Regions from separate parts of the Mus musculus genome. Here region 1 is linked to region 2. The links are chromatin contacts, called in public Hi-C maps. All regions are on one chromosome and are shown on one strand. The core of a region is the stretch at or near the end of the contact, and the rest is flanking DNA. Distances in the headings are between cores, read along the strand shown. Region 1 overlaps Pcnx2 (pecanex homolog 2). Region 2 overlaps Disc1 (disrupted in schizophrenia 1).

Region 1 (4,405 bases), core at 1,288-3,787, 560 kb after region 2:
CCTGGTGGCTCTCTAGGATGGGACCCGAGGAGCTCAGAGTAGGTGGCCTCTGGCTTATCGCTGAATGTGCCTGGACGGACTGGCTTCTGCCCTTCCTTCTGCCTGTCAGAGAGAGCAGAGCACCTGGTCAAGCCCTGAAGGAAGTACTTAATAAATATTGGGGCAGGGTCGGCCCCTTTCCATTATTAATCCACAGATTAATCTGTCAACGAAGGTAACACCCTCTTGAACCAATCCCCCCCCAAGAACCTCTCTGGACTTGATGGGCTCACCTCCTGTGTGCCACTTCCCATGACTGAGCTCACCTCCTGTGACTGCTGCACCCTGGCTTTGCATCCCAGGCCACAGCTTCAAGACATGAACTTCCTGGAAACATTTCCTATGCGAATCATCTGAGTGCTTTTAGACGTAGAATTTAATTTCAGGGGACTGCAGAAGCCAGGTAGGTATATCACCAGGCATTATTCTATCCTTTAAAATGTATTGTCTAATGACTGTGTTCAATGAAATGCCTTTTCCTAATTATGTGTGTATGTGCATCTGCGTGTATGTGTACTCGTGTGCAGTGCCCCTGGAGACTAGAAGTGTCCGTGCCCTGGGACTGTTGTGAGCTGTCTGACAAGGGACTAGAACTCTGGTCCTTTGTAAAAGCAGTAAGTCCACTTAACTACCAAGCCATCTTGTCAGACTCCAGTGGAATCTTTCTGATGTTGTGTATGACTACTGTCTGTCCAGGAAACTGATACCAAGCCAAGAGAGGGGTAAGAGCTCTGGGGTTCTGTAATACAGTGGGGTAACATCTCACAGCAGCTGGATAGAAGAGTCTAAAGGTGCCTCACGTTGAGATGACGGCTGTGGGAGGGGCTATATGTGCTAATTACCCTGGTTTGATCATTTCCCAAGGTGGATACACATCAGAGTGTCATTCTGCACTCCATAAATGTGGCCGGTCAAGAAATAAAACCTTTTTAAATCTTAGAAACGGAGCATTTTTGTCTCAGATGGCCAGGGATACCCATATCTGTGTGGTGTTGCAGACACCTGCACAACCTGTGTCCAGGAAAGCCAGGTCCACCCGGAGAGACCCAGCAGTGGTTGGAGGTGACCATTTAACCTTTGGTCACAGTGACGGTGTCTTCCTTTCCAAAGGGCATTTATTGGCGACCTGCCTGGGTTTCCTCTGGGCTGTGAAGATGGAAGTCTCAACTTGAGGTGATGTATGGGGTCCCCAGAACTGGTGCTGGCTTCTCTGGGCTGAGCTGCCCGGGGCCTCTCTGTCTTGAGCACAAGGGAACTGCCTTGGCCCTGAAGGTCCCCGTTGAGAAGCCAGTCCGATATGGCTTCTTCTAAAAGGGTGGATATTGTGAGCAAGGAGTCCAGAAAGGCCAAGCTTCTGTGATTTCTAAAGCTGATCTCTGTCTAAAGCCCTCCCCAGGTCAGTGTTCTTCACCCACACTAGGCAGGGCCTTCTGCTGATCCAAAGAGCAAGGAAAAGATGCCTACAGAGCATCAAAAGGGAGCTATACATAGTCCATGCAAGACAAAGGGCCTCCCTAGTCCTGAAGCGTCAGCTACTCTGTGTGTTTGTGTGTGTGTGTGTGTGTGTGTGTGTGTGTGTGTGTGTGTGTTATACTTGTGTGCACATTCACATGTGTGTGGTGAGGCCAGAGCTGATGCTAGGCGTCATCCTCTATTGCTCTTTGTTCCATGGTGATTGGCCACCAAGCCCCAGGGGTCCTCCTCTCTACCTGCCTCACAGTGCTGGGATTAAGGGCTGCTGTTGAGGATCTGAACTTGGACCCAGGCTCAGGCAGCATGCCTTGTACACACTGAGCCGTCTTCCTAGTTCTGCCTCACATGCTCTTTCAGCTTTTCATTGCTCTTCTTTTTTTTTTTCTCAATTTTAATTTTACAAACAACACTGAGCATCAAGAAAGCCACGTTAAAATCACCGCGCTTCCCAGACTCATTATTTTACAATTAACTTATTTTTTTTCCAACGGCCGCATTATCACATCATGAGCATTTCTAGGGAAAAACCTTCAGACCTGAATGGAAATGCAATGTGAATTACGCTCCTTGGTTCATTACGTTTGCTTTGTCTTTGATCATTTGCTGGGAGGTTGTGGCGAGAATCCTTAGTGATATAAAATAGCAGCCCTTCTCTCTGGTGTGGACTCAGGCTAGTGATGGGTTTGTATCCACTTGTAAGTAGGTCATCAGGCTCAATGCGAGGCTATCTCTCCTGTGATGTTTACTGTTTAGCGTGATGAGGTGACTCTGACTTGTGAGAAACTGTGTGAGGTTGTCACATGGAACTCCTGGCAGTGGGCACGAGTGTGAAGTGCCCAGCACTTCGGTGTGGTGGCCTAGGCTGGCCTGCTTATTGGATTCTGGCCAGGCACCAGCGCTCTCGGCTTCTGACAAAGGATCAGAACTGGAAGGAAAGACAGGAACCAAGGCAAGGAGCAAAGACAAGGCAGGGCAGTCATGGGAGGTGAGCCCATCATGGCGAGTCTCTTGTAAGACAGTTTCCTGTCAGTCAGAGGAGTGGTGAACGGTCCTGCTAGAACTGTACACTCACTACAGCTGAGCGCCTGACTCCTTCCTACCTTGCTCTTCCCAGAGGCATGTTTCTCACCCTTTTGTGGCTGCGTGCCTTTCTATCACATGACAGCTAGCACTTAGGGTCTGAAGGAGAGCTGGCTCCCCCAGGCTCGGGAGTGGCATCCAGTTGGTGGTGCTGTTTTGGGAGGCTGGAACTTTTGGGTGGTGGCAGCTCCCTGGAAGATGTGGCTCATGGGGAGCTGGGCAGACCTTGAAGTTTACTGCCCAGCCGCTTCCCTCCGAGCACAGTCTGCCGCTCTGATGATCAGATGCAGACTGAGCCTGCGTGCTCCCCACCCCCCTGAGGGACTCTCTCTCCTGAGTTAGTCGATTGGGCTTCTCTGTGAAGAGCATGAACTTGTGTGCTTCTAGAGGCGAAGGAAGAGAAACACAGCCATTAGCTCTTTCTTTGAAAGGGGAAGGAGCGTGTCTCCTCTCTGCCTTCCTTGTTCTCCCAGTCTGCTGGACACAGGCTCGGCTGCAGTGCCCAATTACCTCATCTTGCTAGGCCTGGGGGTGGGGGTGGGGATCTTGGCTATCTACCATGTTCCTGTCTCCATTCCTGCCCACAGTAGGGAGGGAGTTGCTTCAGGGGGAATGGATTGTCAGTTTTACCCACCAGAAGGATGGCCACTGTTAAGTGGGCCCCTTGCCAGCCAGGGGGCAGGGCAAGGCTATGGCAGTCAGAGGTGTAGCCAGGGGTACAGATGGGAGGCTGGGAGTGTGTGGGTGTCCTGGGGCTCAACACTGTCAGGGCTAGGACAGGATAGCAGCCAAAGGGAGACCACAGTGGGTAGGAATAGGGGCTCAGGGACTGTCCTTCCTCCTCAGAATCCCAGCTTGGCTGCTTACTAGTTGGGTACCTAAGGGTAGTAACTTGCCTTCTCTGTGCCTTGTATCTCCATCTGGGAAGGGAAGACAGAACACTCCTGAGGGTCTAGAGCCATGGAGTGTGTAAAGGACCCTCATGTGGTATCCTAAGACTGGCACTGTGCCAACAGTCTCTGTAGTACAGATCACATGGGACGCAGAGCAAGGAAGACACCACAAGCTAGGTCAGGGCTGGGAGAGCCTCAGCCTAGGACTGATTAGATTTGAGGGCTGGGAGCCCAGGCTCTGGGGTATTTTAGTTCAGAGCTGGGCTGGACTCAGAATAGTTTTAAGAAGCAATAATCAAACCATTGCCTGCTTTAGCTTTTTTGTTTTGTTTTGTTTTTCAAGACAGGATTTCTCTGAGTAGCCCTTGCTGTCCTGGAACTCACTCTGTAGTCCAGGCTGGCCTCGAACTCAGAAATCCGCCTGCCTCTGCCTCTCAAGTGCTGGGATGTGCCACCAATGCCCGGCTTTAGCTTTTCAAATATCTTGCATCAACGCAGGCCCTCTTCATCTGGTGGTAAGGGGGGAGGGGGAACTGCCATAGCCTGGGTCTTGAACTGGCTTCAGCAGCTAAGGGTACTGCTCGGCCCTGAAAAGGCAAAGCCATTCCTTCACCAAGAAGGGCCTGCCAGGGCCTCTGACACACTCGCTCTGGCCAGATGTGCCAGCAACAAGAACAAGAAAGTGCAGGTGCTCACGAGATTTTCTGGAAAATCACCCGTGTATCCTTGAGACACGTTTGTCCCATCAAATCAAAGCCTAGGGAAGCAACATGGACCTCGGGGCGACTGGGGACCATGGGCGCTGTGCTGGGCTCAGCGTGGCAGCAGCTGGTGGATGGTGGAGCTGTGTTGGCTTCTGAGCAGCTGACTGCTGTATTTGCTGTGCCATCAATCACCCACCTACCAACCTTCCTGTTATC
Region 2 (3,920 bases), core at 1,012-3,511:
GTATAAGGGAGCAGGAAGCACATCTAACAATAAGCAAACTAGTACCTTAGATGCCAACAGGCCGTGTGCAGCAGCCCATGTTGAAAGCAGGCTCATACAGGGACACTGGTGCGTTACCCCTGGGCAAAGCTGAGTGTAAAGTCTAGGGTGGATGGATGCAGGATGGATGCAGGATGGTTGCAGGATGGATGCAGGATGGATTCAGGATGCAGGTTCATACGGATGAGCTGCAGCTTGCCCCCAGGGCACAGGCTGCTCTCTCAGACCCACCCTTACTTTGTGCTCCTCCTCCACAGTGACTTGCTGACCACAAGGTACAAGGTGATCTTACGAGTTGGCTTGGGTCACACAGCCTCTTGACAATTGGCCCCAGCCTGTCCTGTATGAGCCAGGGTCCAGCATGTGGATAAGCTAGAGTTTTATTGGCTAGATTTTCAGTGTTCAATATTAGGAAACTGGGCTGAAGGAAGGGCTGGGCCGGAAGGGCCCTCTAACAGGGCAGGGGAAAAAAAGCTCAGAAAACAAAAAGAGAGGCCCTTGGGACTTAGATGCTAGCCAGAGATTTATTCATCCATGGAACTTCCTAAGGATTTTTGGATATGGAGGAGGAGAGGGGTCAAGCTCAAACTCTGCTCTCATACTCTAGCCGTGACCTCTTTAAGCAAGACCACATCAGAGGGCTGAGACTCTCCCAAGGGGATGTGCTATTGTCTTCATGGCTTCATGCATGTTCTCAGGACTCGGTCTGCTTCCTGGAATTCTTGCTTGGGATCCTGGAGAGCCTCCGTACGTTTAGGTCTATGAGTGTGTGTCTGGAATGAAGTGCCCCTTCAGCCCACCCACGGCTTTGGAGATGACTGGTGGATGGAGGCTCCTTCTGACTTAATTTTTCTTCAGCCACAAAAGAACCTTCTTTTCCTGGACACACCAGGTTGGCCTTCTTCTTCCCAGTCTGAATTTACAGCCTTACTATAGTGGGGTCTACATGGTTGCTAGTGTTAGCCAATTTATATTGAAAAACAAAATAAAACAACCCTGAGCCCAAGAATGATACATATCTGCACAGATCTAACTTAGGATCATTAAGAGCATTGTTATTGGGTTGCTACTAGTGTGTGTGTGTGTGTGTGTGTGTGTGTGTGTGTGTGTGTATACAGATATTTGTATGACAGGCTGCTGCAGCGTCGTCATGCACAGCAGCTGAAGTGTCCGGAACATTCTCATAGCCTGAGTATAGATTCTGTTCTGGTATTGTGTCCGATGCCACAGGAATTAGGGGACCTGTGTCACTCTTCTGTGGCAGAGACAATTTCTTTGTGAAGCTGACCTTCCACCCATCTGCTCACAGTAGTCTCTGCTTTAAGCCTTTCTCTGTGTCTCAGTCACAGGGCAGACAGGCCAAGACTGTTAGGCAGTTGTGTCACAGCAAACAGGAAAGGGAGGGATACAGAGCCTTGACGAGTGTTCTACAACAAGTTCCTAAGGCTGCCGGCATCCTGTTAGAGGCTCTGTGGGTTCAGTCTAACTTTACTCAGTCCCGAGGCAGTATCTGGTTCTGTACCTCAGAATGCCGGGCATTCACTCTGGAACCTAAGCTGACCTCCAACTCTTTGAAGTCTTCACATCTCAGCTTTCCCTGTGCTAGGAAGACAGAAGAGATCCCCACAGCAGCTCAAGAGGCTCCTGGGTCCGGTCAGTCCTGTGTGAGGGACAGTAGCATTGGCAGGGCCTATTGTTCTCTCTCAGGTGTCCTCCACACAGAAGCTGTGCCCTTGTGTCTAGAAGGTACTTAATTTCCCTGGAGCTTGGCCCACCGGAGTGTACTGTCCTGTGACGTTTCCTCTGCTCCACCTCTGGCTCCTACTCTGGCTCCAGACAAAATATGGAAATCCTGTCCCAAGGAGTCTCTGTCACAATACAGCCCTACAGTCCAAAGAATGCACTTTTAACCCCAGATTGTGGGAATGGTTGAAATCGTTGGTGTTGTGGCCTCTGCTTGCTGGAGAGCTGCTCTTCCCAGGCTCTGCGGGGACTTGGTGGCACTTCCCCACCCGCCACATAGAGCACAGACAAGCCTCCTCTGAAAACGTGCAAGTCACAAGCTCATCAGAGGCTCCATGGGAAAGAGCTCAGAGCAAGCGGGCAGGTAGGGCTAGAGACTCTTCCGTAGCTTATTTGGGCCAGGAAGCCCAGGGAGGCTCAAGGAAACCGAGCCAAGGAGAGAGTCTGCAGAAGGCAGAAATACCAAGGGAAGAAGGAAGTGACTGGGGGATGGCCCTGGGTTTTTTCCGGAGTCTAGCAACGTTGTTTTGGAAGCCAACACACGACTTCTCTTTTGTATTCATTCCCTTTGGGAAAGGGCTGCGGCTGCCTCTCCGGGTCCCTCTGTTTCTTAGCCTTTTTGGTTAAGGTCAAGTGTGTTGTCTGTTACCTCAGGTTCTGTTCTATGTAAGAAGAGGCGCTTGGTGAGGAGGACAGAGCTGCTGGATTGGCTCCTGGCTTGGTTGGGAACCTGAATGAGACAGGGGGTTGCTGTTAGCAGAGGTGTCCAGCATGGACGTGTGGTAGCTGTGGAAGGCCAGCTGCATGTCTGAAGTCACTGGGAATTCCTGGGCTCCAGGACAAGCTGGGAGTCTGAGATCAACTTGCCCGTTACTCTCATTGTCAATAGAGAAGAAAAATAGGGGTGTGGCTTTTAGCAAATAAGCTGGCAGAATGTTCCCGTTACGTTCCCCCCACAACACTGGTCTTTGACCCACTGGGGCCTCTGATCATGTGATTTAAATATCCCAGGCAAGAGACCAGAGGGCAGAAAAGCTTGGTGGCATATTGAGTTCACAGGGAGCCTGTGGCATCAGGTGTATTACCGAGGTCTGCTACTGAATTCTCTCTGGTCTGATCTAGTCTGTGTGTTTGTGTGTCCACGTGAGATGATTGTTCACGCTGATGTCGCTCCCATTTGGACATCCTTAGTTTTCTTGTGCAGGTAAAAACACGGATCTGAAGCCGGGGAACATATCTGCTCAATGGGCCTGTGTGTGTTTGGCTCTCTACTGGTCTTATCTCAAAAACTCTGTTCTTCCTCTGTGCCCTGGTAGCACCATCTGCCCTGTGGCTGGGGTACATGGAACTGCCAGGTCCATGACACAAAGCCCTCCTCCAGCTGCTGCTGCTGCTGTGATGACTGACACTCCAGCAGCCAATCGCCTGCGTTTGCTGGGCCTTCTAAGCCAGATGAGTGACTTAGGCCACGGCTGGTTCCTAACTGAATAGTCATGGATCGGGTGCTGTCTGCGTCTAGCACGGTCTGTTCATGTCCCTGGCTCAAGCTCACTCCTCCGCAGCCTGTCAGAAGTCACGCCTCAACCTCACTGAGCCCTTATTAAATTGCTTTAGAAATTAAGCTCAATCTGCACTCCCTAGAAGACTCCTGTGTAACAATGTGTGAAATGGAGGTTAATGCCCCTCGGCTGTTGCTTCTGTGATGGTGGGGACGAGGAGAGCCAGTCTGGCATCAATGGCCACTGTCAGCTGCTGTGAGGACATGAATCTCCTGGACTCTGTGGGAGTGAGAAGGGCATCGCCCTGGTCTTCGGATAAGTAAGTGAGGTATGGAAATGCTGGTTTGTGTATTCAAGGTCCTTCCTAAGTTGCCGAGCTCTTCTGTAGCCAGTCGTTGCTGGACGTCTCCCACGGACAGACTGTCTGTGGCATTCAAGCCCATGTGGAGGGAGAGTCTTCATTTGGATCAGATGGGAAACTGTTCAGGTTCAAAACTGAAACCTGACTCTCCTTTCTAAATAGGTGGCAAGGATGTTGGGAAGTGTCCCTGCTCTCCACCCCACACAGACCAGCATACTCTGGAATTTGTGTCTTCCATGGAGTTGATTTAGAGAGTGGCTAGATGACCTCTGAGGGAA

Evidence for each region. Hi-C and Micro-C count contacts between places; a contact is called where the count stands out from the background.
Region 1: a contact with region 2 is called in a Hi-C map of bone marrow-derived macrophages, with 14 read pairs. The contact joins two enhancer-like sites. A contact is called at or near these places in 1 of 484 Hi-C or Micro-C datasets (bone marrow-derived macrophages), 1 of 115 datasets of contacts at active chromatin or transcription factors (embryonic stem cells) and 2 of 9 other capture datasets (embryonic tail and embryonic trunk).

What each region holds. Positions count from the first base shown.
Region 1 is chr8:125,753,719-125,758,123 of GRCm38.p6, forward strand. It overlaps Pcnx2 (pecanex homolog 2), which reads right to left. Exons shown (of 34, transcript NM_175561.4): 33 at 1-102. It overlaps Gm39285 (a long non-coding RNA gene), which reads left to right. Exons shown (of 2, transcript XR_003947615.1): 2 at 1-978. Among named protein-coding and RNA genes, the nearest start is that of Gm39285, 3.7 kb to the left of the region's middle. Within about 2 kb of position 2,538, at least 49 of the 459 cell types and tissues checked have an H3K27ac peak or open chromatin away from gene starts, as enhancers often do. A contact at or near this core is called in bone marrow-derived macrophages, where this site is marked.
Region 2 is chr8:125,197,195-125,201,114 of GRCm38.p6, forward strand. All of the region lies in intron 9 of Disc1 (disrupted in schizophrenia 1), which reads left to right. Among named protein-coding and RNA genes, the nearest start is that of Disc1, 140 kb to the left of the region's middle. Within about 2 kb of position 2,262, at least 23 of the 459 cell types and tissues checked have an H3K27ac peak or open chromatin away from gene starts, as enhancers often do. A contact at or near this core is called in bone marrow-derived macrophages, where this site is marked.